2 separate regions of the Canis lupus genome follow, and region 2 is linked to region 1. Evidence: chromatin contacts called from public Hi-C data. All regions are on one chromosome and are shown on one strand. The core of a region is the stretch at or near the end of the contact, and the rest is flanking DNA. Distances in the headings are between cores, read along the strand shown. Region 1 holds the start of H4C8 (H4 clustered histone 8). Region 2 holds the start of ABT1 (activator of basal transcription 1).

Region 1 (7,344 bases), core at 2,072-4,571:
CATGCATCAACATATTTTCTGATGATGTCTAAGAAAAAGCTATCCTAGAGATCTGTAGTAGAAGATAATGATGAAAGCCTCGGACAGTTAATAATTGTTGACAAGAAATGTGCTGCTGATATGGGCCTGGTTACGGAATGGTGGACAGTGAAGGTTGGGATAGGGGTCAATCCATCTATCATGTTCATCTAGATGTTTTTGGAGGGGAGAAGATGAATTGGCCTCCTTGTTTAGCATACTTTAGGGATAATTTTCTTTTCTCTTGGCAATGATCAAGTTTGCAAGTTCCAATATGTTAGACAGTACACTTATTTTTGCCTGTATATGGAGAGGTTGCAGAAATAATTTTCAAAAACCCTATACATTATAAAAGACATTGTTGTATAGTTTATGATAAAAAAAAAACCCCAAAAACACAAAGACCAGATCACAAACTTGAAAACTCCAGAGATTTTTTCTGATGAGAAAATGTTACTCATATTACTCCTTTGATCAAAATTAGTGATGGTTTCTTACTGCCCCTAGACAAATAAAATCAAAACCTGTTTGCACTGCATACTCACTTTCTTACGACTGGCACTTTCCCTATCTCATCTGCCACAACTCAGAATTATATTGTAAGATCTAAAATTTCAAGGGCTCCTTTGGCATCTCTAAGCCTTACAGGGCCCCAAAAAGTCCTGTGAATTCACCTGTTCTCACAGGATATGCCCCGTACTTGGCCAATTCCCCCATCAACCAGACGAGGTACATTCCAGCCCTTCGACCTAATGGGTTTCACCTGTCAGTCCTGGAAGCTATTAAAATAAGCCAATTCCATCTTTTTGGAGAGAACTAGGGGTCACACTTTCCTCTCTCTGCTCCAAAGTTCACCTCTCACAGTCCTTGCTGGTCACTCTATTCCGGAGTGCAACCTGAGCAAACTTGCATAGCTTGCAGTGGCCTCCTCTTCTAGGCTGTGAGTATACCTCTACCAGTCTCATCTGTCCAGTGTTGAGCGTGGTGTATCGGGCCATCTGGTATTGTTTAGGGAGGAGGATCCCTCCTTCACCTATAGTGTAAATGGGAGGTGATCAGAATACAGCTGCTTTACTTTTCTCCCCAAATCCTCCTCCTACAATCTGCCTCACCTTCATGTTCGATCACACTGAGTGTTTTGTAGTTCTCTAGAAACCCTTAACTGTTATACCTCCTTGTATTTGTTATTTTTCTATCTAGAAGCCTCTTCTTGGCTACCTGCCAAGCTCTTACTCATTCTAGATTGGACTCAAAATCTGCCACCTTTCCCAAATTGGGCCATTGTCAGGGCAGAGGTAATGCAGCAAATCTTTTTTTTTTTTTCAGCAAATCTATTTTGTTCAAGTTTTCACAGATCTCTTTATCCATGGTGATGACCCTTTGTCAAACTCGGAACTGAAATACTGGAATATTCACTTAGTTACTGGGTAATGATGTTATTTTGGGTACTGAAGCAGTGGGTCACTATGAAGTAGGTTGTCAGCATATTTAAAGTAAACTTGGAAATTCAAGTTTCCATGCGTATCTGGTGTCTGGATGGCTGATCATGTGTCAGGTATCCGATTAGCTCCTTTTCAGAACTTGGGCTCTAATACTCAGGTGGACTTTGTTTGGCAACCACAGCTTTCACTAGTCCCTGCAGTTCAGAACTGGAGAGAGAGTGAGTATCATCTCTGAAGATGGATGGAGATTGAGGACAAAAAAAGACTTCTCTTGTGTTTGGTTGTATATCTCTTTTTCCTGCTGTGTCTGCATTTTTCTCTTTGCTGTAATGAATCTTTGTATGTTCATGTTCAGTCATGCGAGTCCTTCTAGAAAATCATTCAACTACTCGATGATGGAGCCACCAGAAACAATCATTTTTCCTTATTCTCACTGCGCTTTAGTGAATAATCTTTGAAAAATATCTTATTGTACTATACATACTTGTTTAAAAGTATGACTAGGCCACAGACTACTTAAATACTTTTCTTAGTGCTTAGTGCAGTATCTGACACATAAACATCTGTATAGGGATCTTTTCTGAGGGATATGTAACACATACACTTTTAAAAATGAGCCTAGAGAACAGTCCTATCAGAGATTGTAAAGAAGGTAGGTGGTAGAGACATTACCAGCAGCGACCACATAAGTGGTTTTCTCAGGTCAGAGTTCTATCGTGGCCACCAAGACTTTGCATTCTGCCTCAAACTGTTACTTATTTACTCTGAAGATTAAGACTCTCATAGCTGCACAGGTTTGGGGCTGGGATGGCCCAGTAAATTTCGTCTATGGCTTTAGCCACAAGGCCACAACTACCTAACAAGCAGCTCTTTGAATTATGCGTGAAAGGAAATAAAACTCATTGCTACATTCAGCTTATTTTAGCGTTTACCCGCTTTCATACGTCAGTGAGACTCATGATAACTGGTTGCAATAGTAGCAGTGTCACTTTGGCAGCCACTAGAAATGAGGTTTATTGTGGAAACTCATATTAGTTATTGATAGTGTCCTTTATTGACGTTCTATTTATGTCTAGAAGTTGTAAACACTTTCACGAAACCATTGAAACTTCAGAATTTGACAAAACAGCCTTTTTTATTTTTTTTTTTTGTTTGTTTTTACAGCCTCTTTTTTTAGTTGTGAAACTAAACCACAGAATTTTAACTAAAGTGCTGAAGCAAAAATTGTTAGCAGAGGATGGTTTCGATCCATCGACCTCTGGGTTATGGGCCCAGCACGCTTCCGCTGCGCCACTCTGCTCCTCGGTAGGTTGGGCCTCCTAATAATACCTTTAACTATGTTCAGAGGTACAGGCAGAACCCTTCCCCCCACCTTACGAAAATGCCTCTGTACTTCAACCTTCGGCTACCACAAGCTGCCAGTTCTCTTCGGAATAATATCGGTCCCAGAATCAAAGAGGAAGCGAAGTAGACGCAGAACTCCCGGTTGAGGTTCCGGACGTAGAAATGAGAAGTGGCGGGATATATGAGAATTACAAGCTTTAATCAGCAGGGAGGAGAGAGGGAAACCGAGTAAGGAACCCGGGCTTCGGTGCGGCCGCCGAGGATGCCGCTGCGGAGACGCTGCCCAGGCTCGCTTCCGCCCGCGGGAGAGCACCTCCCGGGCCCGGTGATGCGGCCATTGGCTCTACGCGTGAGCCCGGGGCCGGGCGAGCGGCGGGAAGAGCTGGTCCGCGGCCGCAGAACGCCGGGGGCTCCGCGGACTAACGCGGGAAAAATGGTGCCAAACGCTCCTTTCCTTTAGCGCAGTTAAAAAGGTCTGAAATTCCCATTTGGGGACAGAGGGCGGAGGGCGCGGAGGGCACGGCGGCAGCGGGGGAGGGAGCGCGCCGGCTCAACTCCCGTGACGTCACGGGGGTCCGGGCGAGGGGCGGGTTCGGGCAACGGCCAGTCCCGCGTGAGCGCTTCCTGTTTTCAATTAGGTCCGCGATCCGCGTATATAAGGAGGTTGCCCCAACGGCTTTCACGCTGATTCTGAGAACGTTCTGAACGTTGCAGATATGTCTGGTCGCGGCAAGGGCGGGAAGGGACTAGGCAAGGGCGGCGCCAAGCGCCACCGCAAGGTGCTGCGCGACAACATCCAGGGCATCACCAAGCCCGCCATCCGGCGGCTGGCCCGGCGCGGCGGCGTCAAGCGCATCTCGGGCCTCATCTACGAGGAGACCCGCGGGGTGCTCAAGGTGTTCCTGGAGAACGTGATCCGGGACGCCGTCACCTACACGGAGCACGCCAAGCGCAAGACGGTCACGGCCATGGACGTGGTCTACGCGCTCAAGCGCCAGGGCCGCACCCTCTACGGCTTCGGCGGCTGAACTCCGCATCCGTCGCTTTTTCTAAACACACAAAGGCCCTTTTCAGGGCCGCCCACATGTGTCCCGAAAGAGCTGCAGCTTTTCTTGCTGTTTTAATAAGTCCGTGTTTGAGCTTCTAGATTTCAGGCGCGGGGCGGGGGTGGTTCGGTTTTAGTTTCGGAGCGAGTCTTCAACTGGTTAATTTCCGGATTCCGGGAGTTGCTTTGCTGGCAGTCGGCTCCGTTCAAATCTTAGCTTCCGGACAGTTTTAAGGGGGGAGAGCAGGTCACGTGGCGCCGCCTGCTCTCCAGGGAGCTTCCCCGTTTTCCGAGGGCCGAGGTAGGAGTCGTGCGTGCCTGGCTCCGCTAGAAAGCGGGGATCCCCGGCCCGTAGGCAGCGGGTGGGCCTTCCCCGCCGAGCCCCGCGCCCAACATGGCGGGGCGGCTGGGAGACAAAGGGAGCGCGCCCGGCCCCTGCTGGGCGGCGGGGGAACAAAGGAGTTCCGGCGGGGTGGCCGGCCACGACCTCGCTCCGACTCCGCCCCGCCGCGTCGCGCCCTCACCCGGGGCCCCCTGTTCCCGGTCGTCCACGTTCCGAAGGCACTGGGGGAAACCCCCTCGCGGGGGGAGCTGGCCAGTGTTTAGCATCGCCCCCGAAATTTCCTGATAGTTTGAAAACCTTAAAAAGATAAGGATGTTGCTTAATGAACGAAATGTCACCAAAACCTAAGCAGACACGATAGCATTTTTAAAACGTGTACAAATAGGCCTCGGGATATTTCACCCAATGTTACTAGGTGTAGGGAAGGATATATTCTTCCTTCAAGGTCTTCCAGCTGCACTAAAATTTACAGGAGACGTATGGACAGGAGAAAAAATACCTAAAGTTTTATTACCTTTGGGCAGAGGCCCAGTAATGAAACGGAGACAAACATGACAGGCAGTTTTTATACCTTTTAGACTGAAGACAATAAATTTGTGGGGAGTTGACAGGATTAAAAAGATGTGTTAACTTTTAATATTAAGGAGAATTTATTGCACTGACCTTATTTTTCTCATTTTTACACAGTAGGAAAAATAATAGAGAAAATTGGCACGGACTAATTAATACTAGCCATAGATGAGCATTTGGACACCAGTGATGTGTTCAAGTTCCTTTTGTTTCAAAATTGAAAAAAAAAAAAAATCTCCGAATCAGCTCAGCTAATCAGAGTGGGGCAAGGAAGTTAAAGCAGATTTCTTGACTATTTCCCCTAAAGTTATATACTTCTAACTACCTGTTTTAAACCTTATATTCTATTATCATAAGTAATCCACACATGCATTAATGTTATTACTAGAATATTATGAAGTAATCCACACAATGAAATTTCTACTTAATATTTTATATTCCAGCAAAGCATCCTATAAAATTTTTTAAGGTAGCCAACAAAGCAAATGTCAACCAATAGATGTAACATAATTAGGCATACAATCTAACATTGCTACTAAAACAAACTAGATTTAGCTACATGTGTCGACATGGCAACTCATTGTTCCCTGAATAAAACCACTCCCAGAAACTAGCTGCAATATGATACTGTTTTGATTCATTTTGGCTAATTATGCTGATAGTCCTCACAGCATAATTATAGTAAGTCCCGTTGACTTACTATGATAAAGGTTTATGTTTTGCTCATAATGTTTACTGACTGTGGGTCATTTATTGAGTATGAAGATTTCTTATTTTGAAGTTATCTGAATTTCCTTTGAGCATATAAAAGGAGAGTTCTTTTAGGAAGGGAGGTTGATATCAGTCTTCTAAGTTGTTGGCAACATCACAGCAATCTTTAGGGTGGCCCTAACTTTCCCTAGTCTGGGAATGATTGTGGACAGCAATTCATGTTTCTCTTCTAGCTTTAAAAGTGCAGCTGCTTTTCTGAAGACGATTCTTCATTCTGGCCAGGTACTGCTGTAAGGTTAGGCAAAAAGAACTGGAGGCATGGGAACAAAATAGGAATAAAAAATTATTAAAGCAGCTTTTGTGAGTTTCCAGGGTCCTTTCCTCATAACCCAACACATCTGTTAAATGAGGTACTCCTAATGCTAGTGAGACATGAAGTCTCTGGAAAATAAGTCACATGTTGCTTGAATTGGCGGGCAGGGGCAGAGAAGTCTCACAGTCAACGGCCCTAGGTTGTCTTCAAAAGAGTTCAGGGTAGGAACACCTGGGTGGCTTCAATGGTTGGGCGTCTGCCTTCAGCTCAGGTCCTTCCTGATCCCTGGCTCCTGGGATGGAGTCCCACATCAGGCTCCCTGCTTCTCTCACTGGCTGTGTCTTGGCCTCTCTCTGTGTGTCTCTCACAAATAAATAAATAAAATCTTAAAAAAAAAAAAAAAGTTCAGGGTGAAGAGATGGTCCTAAAGAGGGGTGTAGACTGTTAGAATGGATTAGATTGTCATTCACCTTGCCAGTTGAGGAACTCTTAACTAGAATAACGTGCTGCTAGGCTTTGGAGTCTACTGACTTGTTCAAAGCTTCAGGACTCAGATTCCAATATGGGCAGGACCAACTCACCTTCCCTATCATTTCAACCAGAGGCTTTAGCTGTCATTAACGTTTTGGAAGACTTTCCTCTGCATAAGAACTGTCCTAAACGCTTTATAGTGTTCTTTTACTGATCATCCAGCAATGCCATGTGTTAGTTATCATTCCCATTTTAGAGGTAAGGAAATGTTCACAGACAGTTTAAGAAATTGGCCTAAATTTAGCATTGAAACAGTCTTTCACAACTATATCTTGTTTTAAGGGATTCCTCCTTAAGCCATGGTAGTATATTTGTTTTCAAATGTGCTTAAAATTAGCTTTGGAGAGCAAGAAATGAATGCCTTAATCACATGTGGGGCTTAGAGTATCTTCTTCACAAGTCCTATTACAAAATTGAGTCACTTATATAGGAAATAGTTGGGGTTTGGAGCCAATAGCCAAGAAAGAATTCTTAAGACATCTTTGGTGCAAAAAGGTGGTTTTATTAAGGAATAGGGACAGGACCCATGGGCAGGAAGAGCTGCCCTGGGGTCATGAGGAGTGGCCCAGTAAATACTTTCCAGTTGGGAAGGGCTTAGGGACAGCACAAGCCTCCAAGGTATTTCGGAAACAAGGTTTCCAGGATCCGAAGAGGGCTAGCTATTGTTAGGAAAGGTCATTATTATTACTTAGTAAAAACTCAGTCACGAGACTCTTCAGATGTATATCAGTGGATCATATGTTTGGAGGATGATTGCTAATAGATACCTTGATGGGTAGTGATAAAGGAAGTTTCCAAGGGAATTTTTACATGTTAAAGCAGACTTACAGGATCCTGAGGGGTTGGGCTAGTAAGTAGAAAATGAGGTTTTTGAGCTTAGTTTTATACTGCTAATGCTCATGGCTTCCCCTCTATGGCACAGCACTCAGAAAAGTTAAATTTGCCATAAGGAGATCCTTAGCTTCCATAGCTCATTATATACTTTGGGTGGTTTAAGGCCTGTGTTGTGCATCAAAGAACAAGTGTA
Region 2 (7,344 bases), core at 1,467-3,966, 160 kb before region 1:
GGCCTGACTACCTCCTAGGTTTTGTCTGCCTTTACAATGGTTTCTTGAACCAAACACTCCATCCATGGAGCTTTGTTTCCAACATCAGGACTAAACCAAGTTAATTTCGATTTTAAATTCACTTTTCAGGAATGATCTAGAAACCCGGTGAAAGTGATCCATCTCTGGAAGACTGTGATTCAGAATCAGCTCCATATTAAGCATGGCTTACCATCCAAGATAGAGTCAACCATGCCCTCCCATGGCCCCTACTTTATCCCTTATATATATCTACAATGATGCCTGTAGTACCTCTGTATATTTATTTCTTATGTATCTGTCTCTTTCTAGTGGTCTATAACTTAATGCCAAGGGCCATGTATTATATTACCTACCATTCCTGTGTCCTCATACAGTGACTTAGTAAATGCTGGGTTAGATAACTGATAAAATGGGCTAAGAAATTAATTTGATAGATAGAAAAGGTCCCAGGCTGAATTGAGAGGGGTCAGGGAGGAATGGTGTCTCTGAGACCAGGGGATGAAGTTAAGGGGAGTGAACAGGACATGAAGAGACAGAAGTCAGAACTTACAAAACGCCTCCCATTTCCAATAAACTACAAACACATTTTTTTCTTTTCTATACAAACATTTGGAAGGTGGCTCCCAATGCAGTCCCACCCCATTAACCCGTCCCTGTTAATCTTATCTAAATAGAAAGGATGGTGCTGTTGCCCTTCACCTAAGTTAGTAAAATAGCTTTCTGCATTAGATATTATCACTCCAGCATGAAGTAAAGGCTCTTCCTGGGTCCAGAAAGTGGGATTTTTAGAAGAGCCTATTGGGCAGGAAGCAGACAGTCAAGAATCAAACAAAATAGGAATGTGCAGTTAGTCATACTCATGCTAGTATGAATTAGGTGCCTCAGCCAGGCAACAGGAGTTGGAGGGGGGACCAGAGATCCATAAGACGTCTATGTCTAAGCACCCACTAGAGATTCCTGGTCTTAGAAATGAAATGTCTGCCTGAGTAGTCATTATCATGTAGACAGGAAGCAGGGCCAGGAGATGAAAAGGGTCTCTCTCCCTTTTAAGAGTCCCTGACTAGTGAGGGTTCCTCTGTGCTCTCTGAAAGTGGTGGAGCTCCAAAGATCTTGGCAAGCAGCCCTCGGTTGGAACGAGCCTGGTCCTTGGCATTAGCTAAGCGAGCCCGTTCACTTCCTCCAGGCCGAGCTGCCTTCCGGGCTCTCAGCTCTTGCTCAGTAGGACGCTGGGCAAAGTTCCAGGAGCCATTCGGGCGGGAAGAGTCCCCATCAGTAGCAAGGAAGCGCTGTCCCCGTTCCACACTTCGAAGATAGAAGTCAGTCTCACGCTTGGCCTGGGCAACCTCGGCCCTGAGGCGCTGCCTGCGCACCTGGCGCTCAAAGGCAAGATGTTCGCTGAGGTGGGACCACGTGAAACGGTGCAGGTACTGTGGACAGGAAAACAGGAAAAGATCCAGGTAAGATATGTCAGGAATGCAGAGGTGAAGAGAGAGAGTGAGGCCAGCAAGAGGGAATGAGGTGCCTAGGCTGGGGCTGGGGAGGTGGGAGGATGAGATGCGGCAGGAGAGCCTAACCCCCCTCACCTTGAGATTCCATAGGTCGTAACGGAAGGGGCTGCGCCTTCGGGCTCCCATGGGCGTGTTGTGAAGACTGGCCGCCACACGCTTGGCTACTCGCTTGTCCCGGAACTCCACCCAGCCCTCGGTGTAGTCCTTGCTGTACTTGGACCGCTTTTTCCCTCCCGTGGCTGAGGCTGACACTGCCTTCTTCTTGCGCCTCACGAACCCGTCTGTGAACCAAAGGCACAGCAGTGGTTTAGGAGGCCGACGTGGCACCCAGTCAACTTCATCTACGACCCCTCGGGCCAGGAACCCACCGCAAGGCCTTTCCCCGTACGCCATTTCCCTACGTCAAACTCAATCTTTTCTTCAAACGTCAACTTCTGCATCAGATCGGCTCAGGACATTCTATTTAAAACTCGCACACGCCCCCAAACCCAATTCAACCAGAGCTCAGACGAAAGCTGGGGTCACCTGGCCATACACCCGTCCTGAGTCTGTTTCTAGACTCAGGTCACGAGAGCAGAGGTGATGGGTGCCGTTGTGTTTGAAAAAGCCTCAGATTTTTATTCAGGGTGAACTCATTAACAAGCCGGCAAATCCGGTTCAGGAAACGGGGGCGTGCGGAATCGACACGACAAGCCCAAATTAACCATCCAAGCAAGAACTACTCATCGTGTGTTACTGAGCTATCCACCCCCGATCCCGCCTCCTGAAAGCTGAGAGCTCCGCTGATGACCAAGGGAGTCGGGCGCCGGCCTGGAGCCCCGTGCCCCCGCAGCGCCCTGGCTTCCGCGCCAGGGAACCCACCCCCTTCCCGAACATCCAGGGCCCGCGCTCTTACCCTCGGGCTGGAAAAAAACGCGTCCAACCTCTCCGAACGCGCTGAGAAGGTTCCGTACATGCAGAGGTCGAAAGCGGGGCGGGAGGTGGCCCAAGTACACAATACCCGGCACCACCCGCTTCTTGGCGCCACACGCCGCCTCTTCAGATTCCTCCTGCTCCTCCTCTGCCTCTGCTTTCTGGTCTGTCCCTTCCAGAGGCTCCTGCCCCACAGCTTCCTTCTCCAACTCCTCTGCCTCCATGCTGGCGCCGATGAGACGTACGACAGCCGTAAAGCGCCGCGCCGTCCTGCCGCACACCGCGTGCGCCGGCCGGCGGCGAAGGGCGGGGAGATGACGTCATAGTACATAGAAGGACCGGATTGGACGCAGCAAGCGGAAGTGGGGGCCTGGTCGGCCGCGGGATTCGAAGCGGGAAGGCGGGATCAAAGGCGAGATGGTGAAGCCGGCTGCGGCTGGCGATGGGGAGGCGGGAGTGGAGGAGTTGGTCCCCGGGGGTCACTTACCCTAGAGAACGCCTCGGCTGCGTGGAAACACGCAGGAGGCGGCCTCTTCTGGATACGTTGCAAAGCTTTGGGAAGTCGGGCGAGGTTTCTGTGTCTTAGCCATCAACCCGACATTTGACCTACGGACCTGGGCAAGACTCCGGTTGGGAGATGATACCACCTTTCAAAGTGGACTTAACTTTCAGTTTTTAAAATTGTCTGGAGTTTTGACGTTTCAGTTATTTTTTTGAGAATCCGAGCGCTCTGAATGTCTTTAGGTTTTGGAAATGTAGTTTAGCTTTGAAAATACACGTTTCGGAAATTTAGAGAAGTTTTAAAGATTTCAATTGTGACCTCATTTAGTGTAAAACCTTTTGTTTGCTTTAAAATATTAATTATAAGTTTGATTTTGTGAATAGGATTACCAAAAAAATGTGCAACAGTTAATATGCAACAGTTACTTCTCTGGTTTTAAAAACGTTATTTCGGCGCCTGTCATAGCTTTGTATTGACACGTGATTCATATTGATGTTACGAACACATGGTTTCCTGTGTCCCCTCGGCCCTGGCGACCCGGGGCGTCGCGCTGCTCTAACTCTGGCCCCCTGGGCCCTGCCCTGCTAGAGGCCGGGAGTAAGGAACCTCCGGGCCGGCGATGCTCACGCCCCTGAGGACCCGGTGCCCCTGCTCGACCCCGTGCCCCTGCTGCAGTCCCGGCCACCCCCGCCCAGCCCCCTCCCTACCGCCTCCGAGACCTCTCCCGTGGCGCAGAAACCGTCCGGGAGGGGGCGCCGTTCACCTGCTCTTGGCGCCGCGGTTCCCCGCCACGCCCCTACCCCTTCGCCCCCGCCTTTGCACCTGCTGCAGGGCCAAATGCAAAGCCCCGAGGCTACCAATGTGGACAGCGGTGCAGCCGGCTTTCTAGAAGGGGCCCCGGGCGAGTGTGAGGATAATATAAACCCGCCCTCGCTGCAGCCGGACAAAATTTCCCATCCCGCTGAGACGGACGTGTGCGCACACGAAGCCGGAGGACTGCAGCAGGGGCACGGGGTCGAGCTATCATCCGAGGGGAAGGCTCTCCCAGTGTTTTGTGGGCTTTTTTGTTTTGTTTGTTTGTTTGTTTAAGATTTTATTCATTTATTCATGAGAGACACAGAGAGAGAAAGGCAGGCTCCATGCAGGGAGCCCGATGTGGGACCCCGCCCTGGGCTGAAGGGAGGCGCTCATCCACTGAGCCACCCAGGCGTCCCTCCCAGTGTATTTCTGCCTGAACACGGCGCCTAGCTCTTTGATAAAGAGGACGAAAGATCGAATAAACCAGACTTCTCCGGTGCTTACACTAGTTTCATTAATTTTATAACGGGATTTTCTATCAGTTGCCCGCCGCCCGCCGCTGCTTTTTTGGAGGAAGGATGGGGGCGCTAAGAGATACAGACTCGGTCCCGCATTTAATTCTAAGGTCTTCAGGGACGCCTGGGCGGCGCAGTGGTTGAACGTCTACCTTTGGCTCGGGGCGAGATCCTGGGGGTCCAGGATTGAATCCCACATCGGGCTCCTTGCGGGGAGCCTGCTTCTCCCTCTGCCGGTGTCTCTGCCTCTCTGTGGGTCTCTCACGGATAAATAAGTAAATAAACATTTTTTTAAAAATTAAAAAAAATAATAATCTTTACCTCTTCAAAACACGGAGCCGCGGTGGATGAAGTGAGAGCACACGTCTAGGTTTTGCTTCACAAGGTCGGGGGTGGGAAGGGGGCATGAAGGGGTATAGATGATGCTAGTTGTACAGGTGTGATGCCTATGATGGTAATTTGTGCTGTTTTCTCCACCTGTGTGTATTTGAAGTTGTCATCAATAAAATGTTTATTCACTTGAATATCAACAGAGAGCCCAGAAAGGCCATCCAAAAGGACCTCCAAAATAAAATGAAAACCTTGGGCCAAGCCTGCTTTCTGCTTCTCCAGACTCCGCATGACCCTTTCCAAAACTTCATGAAAAGTCAGTCTCCCAGGAGACCCTGTCTTACATAAGCAGCTTCTTTTGTACGAACCTGAGGATCCTTTATTTTTTGTTGTTATTTTCAGGCCTACGAGTTCATCTGTGAGCACAAACGACAACCTGCCCAACTGTGTTCAAGTTTTCTTAACCAAAACAAAACAAACAAACAAAAAGTTTTCTTAACTTTCATTAAGGGTCCAGACTTGCTGCGTCAATGAAAACCTTTCAAAAGGTACAGTCCTCCGAGCCGGATTCGAACCAGCGACCTAAGGATGCCCACGTGACTCAACATCTACAGTCCTCCGCTCTACCAACTGAGCTATCGAAGGATCTGAGGTGTGGCTTCTTAGAATACTTTAAATAATGTTTATCTCAGTGGTTTTTCACTATTTTTAAAATAGGTGAACAAAAATGCTAGGAATGTTCTAAAACGGATGGAGTGGTGATCATAGAGATACATTAAATAATTAATACCTTTAAACACTTAAGCTTTGTGCTTTTTACTGTCTGTTTTAGGTTTTTATTTTCTTAAATTTTTTTACTTTATTCTTTTTTTTTTTTTGTATATTTTTTATTAACGTTCGATTTGCCAGCATAGTATAACACCCAGTGCTCATCCCATCAAGTGCCCCCTGCCCACCTCCCCTTCCACTACCCCTTGCTCATTTCCCAGTTAGGAGTCTCTCATGTTCTGTCACCCCCTCTGAGATTTCCCACTCATTTTCTTTCCTTTCCCCTTTAATCCCTTTCACTATTTTTTATATTCCCTGTGTGAATGAAACCATGTAATGATTGTCCTTCTCTGATTGACTTACTTCACTCAGCATAACACCCTCCATTTCTATCCATGTTGAAGCAAATGCTGGGTATTTGTCGTTTCTAATGGCTGAGTAATATTCCATTGTTTATATAGACTACATCTTCTTTATCCATTTATATTTTAATGGGCACTGAGGCTCCTTCCACAGTTTGTCTATTGTGGACATTGCTGCTATAAACACTGGGGTGCAGGTATCTCGGTTTTTCACTGCACCTGCATCTTTGGGGTAAATCCCCAGCAGTGCAATTGCTGGGTCGTAGGGCAGGTCTATTTTTAACTCTTTGAGGAACCTCCACACAGTTTTCCAGAGTGGCTGCACTAGTTCCCATTCCCACCAATAGTGTAAGAGGGTTCCCCTTTCTCCACATCCTCTCCCAACATTTGTTGTTTCCTGTCTTGTTAATTTTCACCATTCTCACTGGTGTGAGGTGGTATCTCATTGTGGTTTTGATTGTATTTCCCTGATGGCAAGTGATGCAGAGCATTTTCTCATGTGCTTGTTGGCCATGTCTATGTCTTCCTCTGTGAGATTTCTGTTCATGTCTTTTGCCCATTTCATGACTGGGTTGTTTGTTTCTTTGCTGCTGAGTTATAATAAGTTCCTTTATAGATCTTGGATACTAGCCCTTTATCTGTTACGTCATTTGCAAATACCTTCTCCCATTCTGTAAGTTGTCTTTTAGTTTCGTTGACTGTTCCTTTTGCTGTGCAGAAGCTTTTTATCTTGATGAAGCCCCAATAGTTCATTTTTGTTTTTGTTTCCCTTGCCTTCATGGATGTATCTTGCAAGACACTGCTGTGGCCAAGTTCAAAAAAAGGTGTTGCCTGTGTTCTCCTCTAGGATTTTGATGGATTTTTGTCTCACATTTAGATTTTTCATCTATTTTGAGTTTATCTTTGTGTATGGTGTAAGAGAATGGTCTAGTTTCATTCTTCTGCATGTGGATGTCCAATTTTCCCAGCACTATTTACTAAAGAGACTGTCCTTTTTCCAGTGGATAGTCTTTCCTGCTTTGCCGAATATTAGTTAGTTGACCATAGAGTTGAGGGCCCATTTCTGGATTCTCTATTCTGTTCCGTTGATCTATATGTCTGTATTTGTACCAGTAGCGCACTGTCGTGATGATCACAGCTTTGTAGTACAACTTGAAATCCAGCATTGTGATGCCCCTGGCTCCGGTTTTCTTTTTCAATATTCCCCTGGCTATTTGGGGTCTTTTCTGATTCCACATAAATCTTAAGACTATTTGTTCCAACTCTCTGAAGAAAGTCCATGGTATTTTGATAGGGATTGCATTGAATGTGTAAATTCTCCTAGGTAGCACTGACATTTTCACAATATTAATTCTTCCAATCCATGAGCATGGAGTATTTTTCCATCTCTTTGTGTCTTCCTCAATTTCTTTCAGAAGTGTTCTGTAGTTTTTAGGGTATAGATCCTTTACCTCTTTGGTTAGGTTTATTCCTAGGTATCTTATGCTTTTGGGTGCAATTGTAAATGGGATTGACTCCTTAATTTCACTTTCTTCAGTCTCATTGTTAGTGTATAGAAATGCCACTGATTTCTGGGCATTGATTTTGTATCCTGCCACATTGCTGAATTGCTGTATGAGTTCTAGCAA

The links. Hi-C and Micro-C count contacts between places; a contact is called where the count stands out from the background.
Region 2: a Hi-C map of blood shows a contact between it and region 1, with 5 times the contacts expected there. The contact joins the promoter of ABT1 here to the promoter of H4C8 in region 1. A contact is called at or near these places in 2 of 9 Hi-C or Micro-C datasets (both in blood).

What each region holds. Positions count from the first base shown.
Region 1 is chr35:25,671,867-25,679,210 of UU_Cfam_GSD_1.0, reverse strand. It overlaps H4C8 (H4 clustered histone 8), which reads left to right and starts at 3,321. Exons shown (of 1, transcript NM_001374580.1): 1 at 3,321-3,851. The coding sequence starts at 3,521. The coding sequence ends at 3,832. TRNAM-CAU (a tRNA gene) reads right to left here and starts at 2,760; the gene lies at 2,689-2,760. It overlaps H2BC10 (histone H2B type 1-J-like), which reads right to left. Exons shown (of 2, transcript XM_038584488.1): 2 at 5,809-7,344.
Region 2 is chr35:25,833,968-25,841,311 of UU_Cfam_GSD_1.0, reverse strand. It overlaps ABT1 (activator of basal transcription 1), which reads right to left and starts at 2,716. Exons shown (of 3, transcript XM_038584400.1): 1 at 2,425-2,716; 2 at 1,605-1,810; 3 at 1-1,448. The coding sequence starts at 2,665. The coding sequence ends at 1,068. It overlaps TRNAY-GUA (a tRNA gene), which reads right to left and starts at 5,231; the gene lies at 5,141-5,231.